4 separate regions of the Mus musculus genome follow, and regions 1, 3 and 4 are each linked to region 2. Evidence: chromatin contacts called from public ChIA-PET data. All regions are on one chromosome and are shown on one strand. Each heading gives the region's core, a stretch centred on a gene start, on an enhancer-like site or on the middle of the called end of the contact. The rest is flanking DNA. Distances are from core to core; before and after follow the strand shown. Region 1 holds the start of Lats1 (large tumor suppressor). Region 2 holds the start of Ipcef1 (interaction protein for cytohesin exchange factors 1). Region 3 holds the start of A630066F11Rik (RIKEN cDNA A630066F11 gene). Region 4 holds the start of Lrp11 (low density lipoprotein receptor-related protein 11).

The links. ChIA-PET counts read pairs in DNA pulled down with a chosen protein or histone mark.
Region 1: a contact with region 2 is called in an RNA polymerase II ChIA-PET map of memory CD8 T cells, with 17 read pairs. The contact joins the promoter of Lats1 here to the promoter of Ipcef1 in region 2. A contact is called at or near these places in 1 of 484 Hi-C or Micro-C datasets (CD4 T cells) and 1 of 115 datasets of contacts at active chromatin or transcription factors (memory CD8 T cells).
Region 3: a contact with region 2 is called in an RNA polymerase II ChIA-PET map of effector CD8 T cells, with 12 read pairs. The contact joins the promoter of A630066F11Rik here to the promoter of Ipcef1 in region 2. A contact is called at or near these places in 1 of 39 promoter capture datasets (maxillary cranial neural crest), 1 of 484 Hi-C or Micro-C datasets (CD4 T cells), 2 of 115 datasets of contacts at active chromatin or transcription factors (effector CD8 T cells and regulatory T cell precursor) and 1 of 9 other capture datasets (adipose tissue).
Region 4: a contact with region 2 is called in an RNA polymerase II ChIA-PET map of memory CD8 T cells, with 6 read pairs. The contact joins the promoter of Lrp11 here to the promoter of Ipcef1 in region 2. A contact is called at or near these places in 3 of 115 datasets of contacts at active chromatin or transcription factors (craniofacial prominence, large pre-B cells and memory CD8 T cells).

What each region holds. Positions count from the first base shown.
Region 1 is chr10:7,679,559-7,682,616 of GRCm38.p6, forward strand. Lats1 (large tumor suppressor) reads left to right here and starts at 1,651. Exons shown (of 8, transcript NM_010690.1): 1 at 1,651-1,892. It also overlaps a transcript of Pcmt1 not described here.
Region 2 is chr10:6,978,785-6,981,714 of GRCm38.p6, forward strand. It overlaps Ipcef1 (interaction protein for cytohesin exchange factors 1), which reads right to left and starts at 1,681. Exons shown (of 9, transcript NM_001170800.1): 1 at 1,463-1,681; 2 at 730-899. The coding sequence starts at 888. It also overlaps a transcript of Oprm1 not described here.
Region 3 is chr10:7,661,642-7,664,716 of GRCm38.p6, forward strand. It overlaps A630066F11Rik (RIKEN cDNA A630066F11 gene), which reads left to right and starts at 1,730. Exons shown (of 1, transcript NR_030698.1): 1 at 1,730-2,982. Pcmt1 (protein-L-isoaspartate (D-aspartate) O-methyltransferase 1) reads right to left here and starts at 1,967. Exons shown (of 8, transcript NM_001347228.2): 1 at 1,434-1,967. The coding sequence starts at 1,662.
Region 4 is chr10:7,588,302-7,591,169 of GRCm38.p6, forward strand. It overlaps Lrp11 (low density lipoprotein receptor-related protein 11), which reads left to right and starts at 1,516. Exons shown (of 7, transcript NM_172784.4): 1 at 1,516-2,312. The coding sequence starts at 1,751.

The DNA.
Region 1 (3,058 bases), core at 401-2,900, 700 kb after region 2:
CATATGCCAAGATTCCCCAGCTTTTCAATGCATCCTTCAATGCATTTATTTCCAAAAACAAATGTTTTCACATCAATGCTTGTGAACAATATACATTCTAGATAGTTTTCTAACATCTAAAAAAGAATGACCTAATATAAAAAGTGTCCCAAAGGTAATTCTGATTTTTAAAAGTTGGAAGTATTACACAATAACTGCATCTCATCATTGCAAAGTTGGTAATGCTGGTGCTCTCCCAGACTTAGCTCCAGGTTGGAGGCCTGAGTTTAGGCCCTGGCCTGGCCTGGCCTCCGCTCCTCTGCTTCTTTCCCAAGGGTCTTTTCACTGCACCCTGGCTTGTGCGGTGACTTAGCCCTCTCAAGAAGCAGCTCCAGCTCTCTGTGCTTAAAATATTTTTAATGGTTCAAATTAGCAGACATAGTCCATTGAATTACACGTCTTAAAATTGTACCTACCTACCAAAGCACAAGGTAGGGACCTTGATTTGTAGGACGATCCCAACAGCATAGTGGGGCTGAAGCCACATTAGGGATTTTTACTATGACGACAGAGCTAAAGCAGTGGCAGCGACTACATTAAAATATTCCCTTGTCATCTAAATTTGACCATCTGAGGTTTTCATAGTTGAACTTTTGGATACAGTACCTCAGAAAAAAGCAGAACTGGGCTTCATGGAGCAGGCTTGTTATCTCAGCTACCTTTAAGACTGAGGCTGAAGGATCACAAGTTCAAAGCCAGTCCGGATAACAGTGAGGCCCAGTCTCAATGAAAACTATAAAATGTTCTGAGGATATAGCTCAGTGGTAGAGCACTGGCATAGCATGGTTCAATTCCTGGTTACACTGGGATGTCAACGTTTTTACTTTTTTGGTCTAACACAAAATAGAGTATCTGAAAAAAAAAATAATTGCATGTATTACCTACCAGCAAAACTGGGGACTGTGTTCATATTTACAGGTGATAGACAGCCCAGTGTTGGTTGGCACCATTTAGATTCTCAGCACTAGGAAAGGTGGAGTGGGGTAGGAGAATGGGAGTTTTGGCACACACGCTGCGGCCTAGAGATCCTCTACGTGGACCTAATCCCCCGCAAAAGAGAACAATGCATTAAAAGACCAAAGTCAGTGATGCATCCCGAACAGCAGATTCAATTTCAAGAGAAACAGAACTTCTGACAGCGGCCCCGTTACTCGTTATGGCTACAATGACCTCTCCTGCAGATCCGCTGGACCGAACTCTGCAAATCCACAGGTCCAGTTTCAAGAACACTCCATCTGGCTAGTTCCAAAACCACATTCGCTCCCAGCTCTGGAAGACTCGAGTTTTATTCAAGCTCTAGACATCTTGCCTCGTGACGTCCGCGGTCTCGGAGCGCCGTTCACCGCCCTTTCCTGGTGCGACCCACGCTCGCCGCGACGCGCCCGCGTCTCCGTGCGGAGCCAGAACGTGGTGGTACAGACTCCACTCTCTGGGCCACACTCACCCCGGCTCGGGGAAGCGGGCGAGCGAGTCTCGGTCGGGAGGCCACAAACGGAGCGCTAGCTCCGGGGCCCAGCGGGGCGGCCTGAAGCCCCCAGTCCTCGGCCCCCGCGCAAGCGACGCCGGGAAATGCCCACATCCGGGAAACCCGCGGCGGACGGCGGCGGCGGCGACACGGAGTGGAAGGCAAAATGGCGGCGGCAGCGATGGCCTGGTGCTGAGGGGAGAGCCAGGTCCTCGCGACCCCGCGTCGGGCCGCGCTGGCCGGCCGCAGCCCCCCGGCGTGTGTCCCCGCCCTGCCCCATCCCGAACCCGGAGCGACGCTAGGGGCCCTGGGGGACGGGCTCCGGGCCGCCGCGGCGCCGGCCCTCGGGCCCGCAGCGGCTGTCCAGAAGCCTCACCGTCCCCTGCAGGTAGGTCCGGAGCCGGCGCCGCGGGTGGGGCTCGCGCTCCTCGGGAGTCCCTGTCGGCGGGGCGGTGGCCGGCCGGGCCCACGCCCATCCCCGCTGGCGGGGGTCCAGGGGCCGCGGTGGCCAGGCGGGCTGAGCCGGCCGGGTCTGGGCCTGACTGGGGCTGATTGCGCTGACCGGAGCCGAGCCCTGCCCTGGGGAAGCGGAGGTTGGCCGCACCCGGCGCCGCAGGGAGAGCCCGGGGGCACTGAGGCCTCCGAGGTGCGAGCTGGCCTGGGAAGAGCGGGCGGGGGCTCGGGACGACAGCCACCCCTCCCCGCTTTAGAGGGGAGAGGAGCGAAAGGTGGTTTTTTTCACGCAAGGTTGCACCAAACCGGCCTCACTTCTTTGGCCTCGCAGCGGGCCTCCCGTCGGGGTCCACCTTTGAAGCAGTCCTGGGAACCTCTCCAGCTCGCTGCAATTTGTTAGCTCACCGCTTAGTGGCAGGGGGTGGGAGAGACGTGTCACTTGTTCGGGTGCTTTTTAAGTACTGGAAAACGAAGGAAAGACAGTAAGGGAAGATTGTTTATTGTACCTGGGGAAAAAAGTCGAAGCGAAGGAAAGAATAACTCTCCGATGACTTATCCCAATTCTCCCACTAATGCAGTTGGAAAATCACTTTTCTAAGGGAACGAGGTTAAAATATTTGTCTCCATTTGTAAATATGACTTTTTAAAATATGTGTATTCACTAGAAGTTACAAGTCAGATGAGCAGTAAGTACAGTCTCACACAATATGGTATCACTCAAGGTTTGGAAATTAGCCCAAATGCCTGGCATGAAGGTTGTCAGAAGTTTATGGATTATTTATTGAAGGTTATTATACTTTTCTTAAGACAGGGTCTCACAATGTATTCCTTAGCCTGGGACTCAATATGTAGACCATGCTGACCTGGAACTCAAAAAGATCTGCCCGCCTCTGGGGTTGGGCTGTGAGCCACCATGCCCCGCTAATGTTAAGGTTTTTAGTCCTTTAAAATCAAATTTTCTCCATGAGGTATGACTCTCTTCTAAGATATCTTTAGTTTTTATTACCTTAACTAAAGTTTTCTCTTACCTAGTGAGTAGTCAGGTAGGTAATATGGTTGAGGTGATTCTCCAAGGCAGGCAGGCAGGCAGACAGGCAGGCA
Region 2 (2,930 bases), core at 431-2,930:
AAAGGACAATACAATAACTTCATTTCCAGCTCTTTTTCTACAGCCAAACCATGAAGCTCACCCCAGTAGCGTGTGCCCATCAAAGGATAAATTCAGCAACTATCTCAGTGAATGTTGCCCTCTACAATGCTTGGACACCAATGTCACCATGGAACAATGTCACCAGTCCCTCCACAAGGCTGGCATACAGGTTAGCCATCCCAAACCAACCCATCTCAGGAGAAGAGAAGGTAGTGGATAAAGGATGGAGATCACTCCCTGAACTGATGGATTAATATCCTCAATAGAGGGCAAAGCTGAGTCCCTTTTTAATAGACCTTAGCAATGCAACCTCCCCCACCACCACCACACACACACACACACACACACACACACACACACACACACACACACACACACACACAAATGATATCCAGACAGATCCTGAAACTATTAGGATCTCACAAAATAATAAAATCAGGGGAACCCGAGGGCTCTTTCCTTAAGCAAGGATATATTTAGGGCCCCTTTTCTTCCTCTCCAATCAGAATAATGAAGCCAGATGGCTTCTCCCGAACAGCACAGCTCATTAACCTACATGGTTCCTGGGGCAGAAATGAGTCCCCTAACAAATCTGCTAGCTTGCTCTGTTCCAACTCGCAGAGAATCCCTTCCGCATGGGCATCCTCCGGCCAGCACTCTGGAAGCCACGCTTTGGTAAAGGGGCTAGGGCAGGAGGAGGTCACTCACCATTTGATTGCTATACCAATACAGCGATGAGCCCTTCAGCACCACCCAGAACTTTTTCCATTTGTTGCTTAGAAAAGTTCCCTTTTCCTTTTTCTTGTACAGCCAACCCTGGCAGTCAGCGTGGCCCAGATCTTTACAGGATATCCTTCTCCGACTCATGTTGAAAAACCCTGCAAGAGTTGCATGGACAGGTGAGTGTGACCCGGACTCAGGTGACAAAATAAAAGGCAAGGTTTAGCTTTTTGCACGGCGAGGATTAGACGTTTTCATTCATGCAAAGTGAATATTTTTTTAAAAATCATGTATCTGTTCTATTTTTAAACCTCCATTCCGTGCCTAGAAAACCCGGGCAAAGACACTTATATGCAAGTATGGGTCTAAGAACCTGAGTTAAAGAGAGTAAGTTGAAAACGTTAGACTCAGGGGCTGGAAGCCACATTGTGGTAGACACGCCGGTTCTTCCCACAATAACAGAGGCAGTTATGCAATAGGAACGGAAGGGTTAAAGCCCACCTAGGAACACGGTGACTTCCCGGACTCAGTGCCAGCTTCTCAAAAAAAAAAAAAAAAAAAATTAATCTGGCACCCATCTCCTGATATTAAGATTCAGACAGTCAAGAATCTGATCCCCCCACCCCAACCCACCCCAAGGAGGCATCCAGGAGAGAGAGAGAGAAAAAAAATCACACTAACGGACAAGAAAGGAATAAAGGAACAAAAGGAATCGAATTACCTTGAGTTTTCTTCCTGGGCTTCTGACGCAAGGGAACCTGCTGGAAATGCAGGAAGGAAAGAAAAGAGAAAATTTCTGATTGTGTTGTAACATTTGTAAAGAGAGAGGGAGGGAGGGGGTGGCAGTGTTTATGAGCGGGGTGGATTCTAAAAAAGAAAAAAAGCCTCTCCAAGCAGAGCTCAAGGGAAGCTACCAGCTGAGGCACAAAATGTGCTAATTAGAATCGATATACATTGAGCCGAACCTGGGAAAAAGAGTAACAGGCATGTATGCACCGCTTCCTGTTTCCTCCCACAAGCAGCTCTTGCTACTGCTTAGGTTAGCATGGCACAGGCTTTGTTGAAGTTTGAAAACATCATGAAATACATTTCAAGAAACAATTATCTTTTCTTTCTCCCCTTAGTTTCTAAATCATATCAACTATTTTAAGTAAAACTGGAGAATAATTGTTTCCATCTCAAGCTATTAAATGCTCACATCACACTAACTTCGTGGTCTTGCTAATATGCAGGAAAAATTATTTATCTCTTCTTGGACTCTTCAGAGACTCTAAAGCCCCTCGATTGAGAATTTCTTATTTGCAGCCTAATATACATATCTCATTCTATCTTTATCTCTGAATATTTCTCACATGTCTTATAGAAGATAAATATTCAAATATTCAAATCAGACATGAGGATTTATACAAAATACACACATTTCTCACAGCACATTTTCATCAAGTCATATGAAATCAGATTCCAAAAAACACTGGGAATCCCAAAGGAAAAAATATGCTTGCAAATGCCTCTCCTGCTGTGTCTGTCTGTCTGTCTGTGTACATGTATGTATACAAACATTAGACAGAATTTTAGCTTTAGAAAACTTCATTTTTCTTCCACGGCATCTATGCTAAAATCCTTCAGGTTTAAATAGATTTCATTTATGTTAACAAGCAGAGATTTTTTTTTAATTTTTAAGCATTCAATTAAAATGTTCTAAAAGTTGGTAGGTAACTTCATGAAATGTATGGTTCTCTGGCTGCATCTGGCTAGAAGTCCACATATCTAACTACTGATGGATGGCAGCTGTGGCTCTGCCATATGTTTACAAGGGAATAGAACCTATACTGAAAATAGGAATTTTTTTAAAGCAACAGGCCAAGATTTAACAAGGAAAATTCACTCAATATTACCCAAGGAAAAGTCACTCTAAGCCCATAAATATGTATGTATGTATGTAAGTATGTATGCATGTGTGTATATATGTATGTAAGTTTGTATGTGTGTATATGTATGTAAGTACGTATGTGTGTATGTATGTATGCATGTATGTAAGTGTGTATGTATGTATGTAAGTTTGTATGTATGTAAGTATGTATGTATGCATGTATTTAAGTGTGTATGTATTTATGTAAGTTTGTATGTGTGTGTATGTATGTATGTATGTAAGTATGTATGTGTGTATGTATGTATGCATGTATGTAAGT
Region 3 (3,075 bases), core at 480-2,979, 680 kb after region 2:
TTGTTTTTGTTTTTCTAGACAGGGTTTCTCTTTATAGCCCTGGCTGTCCTGGAACTCACTTTGTAGACCAGGCTGGCCTCAAACTCAGAAATCCGCCTGCCTCTGCCTCCTGAGTGCTGGGATTAAAGGAGTGCGCCACCAAACCCGGCTCTCATTCACTTTTTTGTACCTTACATAGATCTCAGCATTTAATGCAAAGGGGATTGGCATTCCTGGGAGGGGTGGGGGTGGGGGTGGGGGTGGGGATGACTATTGATTCTTTGAGAAAATTCCATTGTTTAGCGTTCCAGCCCTCACGGTGATTATGAATAGAGTTGAGAAGTAAGATAAATACCTCAAAGGCTTAAAAAAAAAAAAGAAAAAGAAAAAGAAGAAGAGAAAAGAAAAGTCGCAAGAAAATTAAAAACATCACCCAGCAGACTATGATTATTTTTGAAAATTGGTGGCAAAAGAAGCTGTGAATTCTGATCAGGGTGAGGTTATGAACTTGCAGCTCTTCTTGGTCTCTGAGCCAGACAACAACACTATTTCAATTTAGAAAGGAAAGTGACACAGCATTCATTCTATCCTGAAACTATCATCAAAGGAAGCAATACAGTGACTACAGAAAATGCTATTCTTTAAAAAAACAAAAAAAAAAAAACAAAAACAAAAAAAAAAACAAAAACAAAACAAAAAACTTTTCAAACGCGCTTTTAAAAGCCAATGAACACTCTTGAAAAAAAAAGTTGGAACATTTTATACACACAATGGTCTGCTGGATTCAAAGACTCCAAACAAAGTCTCTTAGGAGCAGCATGCTCTGACAATCCCTCGCTCCCCCGCCGCCCCCCCCCCCCCAAGGGCCTATACTTTGGACAGCAACCTGAGAAACTGCTCCCAGCAACCGCAATAGTCGGAACCTCCTCTCCCCTCCCCTTGCTATCAGACAGCAGCATCTCCCTCCAAAGGAAAAAACAGAGGGCGGGGGAGGCAGAAAACAGAAAGCTTGCAGGGAATCAACCGAGAACAGTGAGAGAACCCGTAGGCCGAAGGTGGTGTCCCCTCGGTGCTAGTCCAGTCACCAGAAACAAGCCTGCACTTCCCCACCCTGAAGTCACGCCCCTCGCTAGTGGGACCGCAGACTCCAGCAACAGCCCCGCCACCTGTGCCGCACCCAGTCCCCCGCAGCCTGCGAGGAGGCAACTGCCCGTGTCCCACCCGCAGCAGCTCCCTCTTGGCTACTACCCTCTTCCCATCCACATCGCCGAGTGACAGGTCCCGGGAGAGGAGACTGCAAAAACGCACGGCGTTCCGAACTCCCGGTGCAACCGCGCTGCGACGCCCTCCAGCAGGCGCAGGGGTGCAGACCGAACGTTCCGGATTGTCAGGGGGGGACAGCGTCCAGGCCCGGCCCTGCTCCCTGGCCCACGCCGGGCGGGGGTGGCACTTACTGCGGAGGTTGTGGATTAGCTCCGAGTGGCTGGCGCCGCCGGATTTCCAGGCCATCGCGAAGCACACCCGGAGCAGGTACAGAACCACCTTCAGCGCGGCGACGGTCCCTAGCAGTTTCCCCAAGAGTGAGACCACCTCCCACACGGTCACCGCCCCGCTGGTGTCCCCGCTCGAGCGGCCGCTGTTACTGCCGTCGCTGCCACTGCCGCCAATGCGCGCTCCCGGCATCCCCCGCGGCACGCATGCGCTCTGTGACGCCGCGCAGTCCGGGGTGCGGCCAGGCGGGGCCCGCGGCGGGGGAGTCCTGGAGCCCAGTAGCGAGCGGGGGCGATAACCAGTGCTCGGTGGCCGCAGCGAGGTCGCACAAACGAACGCTGCTCAGTTCCCCTTCCTGAGGCCTGCACCTGCCTCCGTCCTGCGGCCGGCGAGCTGGTGTTCTGCGTGATGAGGCTCCTTCCTAGCCGCGGCTCTGGCTGATGCGGGATGGCGGGTCCGACGTGTGCCGCCTTCTTGGGCTCCGCAATCGCCACTCCGTCAGCTGTTGCGAGCGGCCGGTCTGCTCCTATGGCTGTCTAGATTGCTAGATGGTGTGCTGACTCCGTCTTGCCTCGTCCAACCCGGTGCACTAACCTAAGGCTTCTGGATGGGGCCAAAATAATCATTTTAACAGAGCCCAAGGGCAAAGGGCCTCTCAGGTACGAAGTCCACTAGCCTATGTCTCAGCACGGTCCTGATGAAGCAGAGGCTCTGGTTTGTTTTCAGCTCTGAAGGCATAAATTCAAGGTGGAAGAATACCGTGACATGGAATTGGGGGTAGGGATGCTTCCCTGGTTAAGAGCAAAAGTAGCCGAGAGCTATAATTGGTTACAAAATAAGCTCAGTACCCTGTGGTGGAAGTGTTATTCTTCCTACCCAAGTATGAGTTTCAGCTTAAGCTCACAAATTCCATCCTTAGACTGGACACCAATTTTACTGCTTTCATCTCTGCAACATTCTAAGAATTGACAGGAAACACTGTCTGCCGCATCCAACGTGTGCTAACTTGAACTGAGACACAGCCATGACTCCAGTAAACTTTCAGGAAGGAAACGAAGATAAGACACCTATGCTGTGCTGTGATGTCAGGAGCAATTTCCAAATTACAGTTCTTACCAAACTTCATCAGTTGCAACACTCAACCTGCATCCAACCTGAAATGTCTATCACCTATTTTCATGACTCCTGTAACTAACTATAAATGTCAGTGTTGTTCAACATTAAGAGTAAAGCGATGAGTTTTAGACCGTCCGTTTTTTTCCTACCCAGTACCACCTGCTCTTCTAGTCTGAGTGTAAAAGTTCATTAGAATCTCCTTGTGCTTAGGTACTTTCATCTGACTGCTTTTCTGTATGGGTCATGATGTTTACATCTGATGAGTTTAATCCAAATACCTTTTCCTGCTCCTCAGTCCATAAATATCACTCAACCTCAGCTTAGGTGAAGTGGTCCAGAGATGACCTTGTTTTCTCCATTTTCAAATGATTGGTCACCTCATAAATTCTATCTTGCAAAACCTATCATTTCGGTGACTGGCATTTTGTATGGGGAAAAGAAATAGCCAGGTTGGGTAACAGTCTTGCTGCTGGAAAACGAAACAAAACA
Region 4 (2,868 bases), core at 266-2,765, 610 kb after region 2:
ACACCATGTGTGGTGGTTTGAATATGCTTGGCCCAGGGAATGGCACTATTAGAAGGTGTGGCCTTGTTGGAGTAGGTACAGCCATTTTGGAGGAAGTGTGTCACTGTGGGGTGGGCAATGAGACCCTCCTCCTAACCACATTGGAGCTAGTCATCTTCTAGTAGCTGTCAGACGAAGATGCAGAACTCTGAGCTCCTTCTTCAGTGCCATACCTGTCTGGATGCTGCCATGCTCCTGCCTTGATGATAATAGACTGAACCTCTGAACCTGTAAGCCAGCCCCAATTAAATGTTGTCCTTGTAAGAGTTGCCTTGGCCATGGTGTCTGCTCACAGCAGTAAAACCTAACTAAGACACCATGTACGAGGAAATAGTGTTTTTCAGGCAGAACAGGGCATTGAGGAGGCTGTGACAGCATGCACAAGATCTGCTCAGGGCGAAGCCAGAGAAGATCTTAGCACAGAGGCTAGGTAGTGGATAATAGAGTCCCACCATTGGCCAAGAAGCTGTTCACAATAGCTTGGGGGTGGGGTAGTGTTTTTTCAATCTGGTGACACTGGGTATATAAGCCCTACTCCAGAGGAGGCCCCATGTTCAAGAGGAGCTAGTCAACACAATTCAGATTCCACATTTCTGGGTTTAATGTTGTTTTTGGGTTTTAAAAGTGAAACAAGAAGGGAGGGAGGTGAGTGCGGATCTGGGTGGAGTAGGGGAAGGTATTAGAATATGGTAAAGATGTATGGAATTCTCAAAGAATAAATAAAAGCATTTAAAAACAAAAGGTGACTTCAAAATTAGTAATAATGAGCTTCTCCACGTGTCTAAGCACTTCGTGGGCACTGACTTACTTAACATTCATTTTAGAAATGAATACGATGATATCTTGATCTTGAAGCCGCACACTTCAGAGTATTGTGTTCTATCAGTCAAACTAAATCAGGTGTCATCCATCCCAACACCCAGTAAACTGATGGGAGATCATCAATCGGCCCAACCCTCCTTCCCATACTGCCCGGCCTTTGCCTCCTCACAAGTTCAGCTTTCTGTTGCTAAACTTCTGGTGTTTAAGTTCTCTAAACGAAACTGAAAGGCGAATTAGAACCTGAATGTAAATGTTTTGTTTCCTTTATTACCTACCATAGTCCAAATCTCTTTAATAATAAATAATGCAACGAAGTTGGATTCCAAAAGACTGCCAAAGTTGTCTGTGGTCCCCTGGCTGTACCCGTCGCTCTCCGTAGTAGCCCCGAACTTTAGACTGATGGATTTTCTGACTCTTCCCCTCCCTCCAACCCCGAGTGCCCTGCCCTGTGAGCTATGGCCTTGCGCGAGTCTGCTTGCTGAATGAGGCCTGATGGGCCCAAACACCCACGCTGCTTAGGGTGTGATCAAGCCGCGGAGCAGCCAGGCAACTCCGGGGAGTCCCCTCCTCCTCCCCACCGGGCGCCGGAGACCGACAGACCTGCGGAAGTCCCGCCCCGGAGCCGCCCCAGCACGCCAGGCTCCGCCCCGTCGCAGCCGCTGTCCGCACGCCGGTGCTGATCCACGTAGAGGCCGCTCGTCGTCCCGGTGCGCTTCCGCGGCCGGAGCGAAGATAGAAGCACCGAAAGCTCGCAGCCTGGTAGCAGGGCCAGGGCGGCGCCGAGTCCGGCCGAGTCCGGCCCGCGATGCCTCTCGAAGCCGGCACACTCGCCGCCTCCGTGAAGCAGCCAGGCCCCGGGGCCGCCGAGCTCTGAGGCCGCGCTCGTGCCATGGCCACAAGGGGAGGAGGACCGGGCCCCGGCTTCCGGCACCGCGCGCTCCGCGGGCTGCTGCTGCTCTGCCTCTGGCTGCCCGGCAGCCGGCCCGGGGAGCCCGCCGCTCCGTCGTCCGGAGTGGATAGGCTGCTTCAGGACTTTCGCCGGCAGCTACAGCGGGCACGGCCTCGCGAGGAGCTAGAGCCGGAGCTACTGGGCGGCCCGCGGGAGGATTGCCCGGGTGCGGGCGGTACGGCGGTCTACCGGGCGGTGCCCGATACCATCATCCGCACCCAGGATTCCATCGCGGCGGGAGCCAGCTTCCTGCGCGCACCCGGGAGCGTGCGGGGTTGGCGGCAGTGCGTGACGGCCTGCTGCTCCGAGCCGAGCTGCTCGGTGGCAGTGGTGCAGCTGCCCCGGGGGCCCAGCGTGCCCGCACCTATGCCCGCACCCCGCTGCTACCTGTTCAACTGCACGGCGCGCGGCCGCAGCGTCTGCAAGTTCGCGCCACTCCGCGGGTACCGCACTTACACCCTCAGTCGCGCCGAGGACGCCGCTGGGATCCCTCCCCGGCCAGGTAAGCGACGCCAGGAGGGTCCCGCCTGCTATCGAGCGAGCAAACTTCTCTGCTTCCAGAGGATTAAAGCTGTGGGTAACCGGGAAAGTGGTTCACATTTTTCTCTGACTTTGGGCTGGTGCTAAGAAAGTGCAATAGAGGGGCAGAAGCAGACAGGGTCCGTTGGGCTGCCTTTGGAAGATAAGGGGGCAGATCGGAGAGCACTGACGGATCGATTTAAGACGATAGCCCGGAACCTTCTTTGTCCCAGTAAAGATTATTTTAGTTTTATTTTGTCTCATAGGTTTTATAAAGCGTGTTTTACCGCAGGAAATAGCAAGGACAAGATTTGATTAGATGCAGAATTGCTCCTAAATACCCACTCCTGCTTCCTGGTTTGGCTCTCTGCCAACACATAGCTCCTTCAGATATAAAAATATGAAGGAAAACTTGTCACTCCATCTCCATTCTTTTCTTCCATCCCTTGCCCAAAAATTTCCCCACATTCGTGACCTTGTTGGTTTTGTGTTCCACTCAATTTAAGGAGGCCAGCTGTGTGTGGAGGGGATTGGAGCTC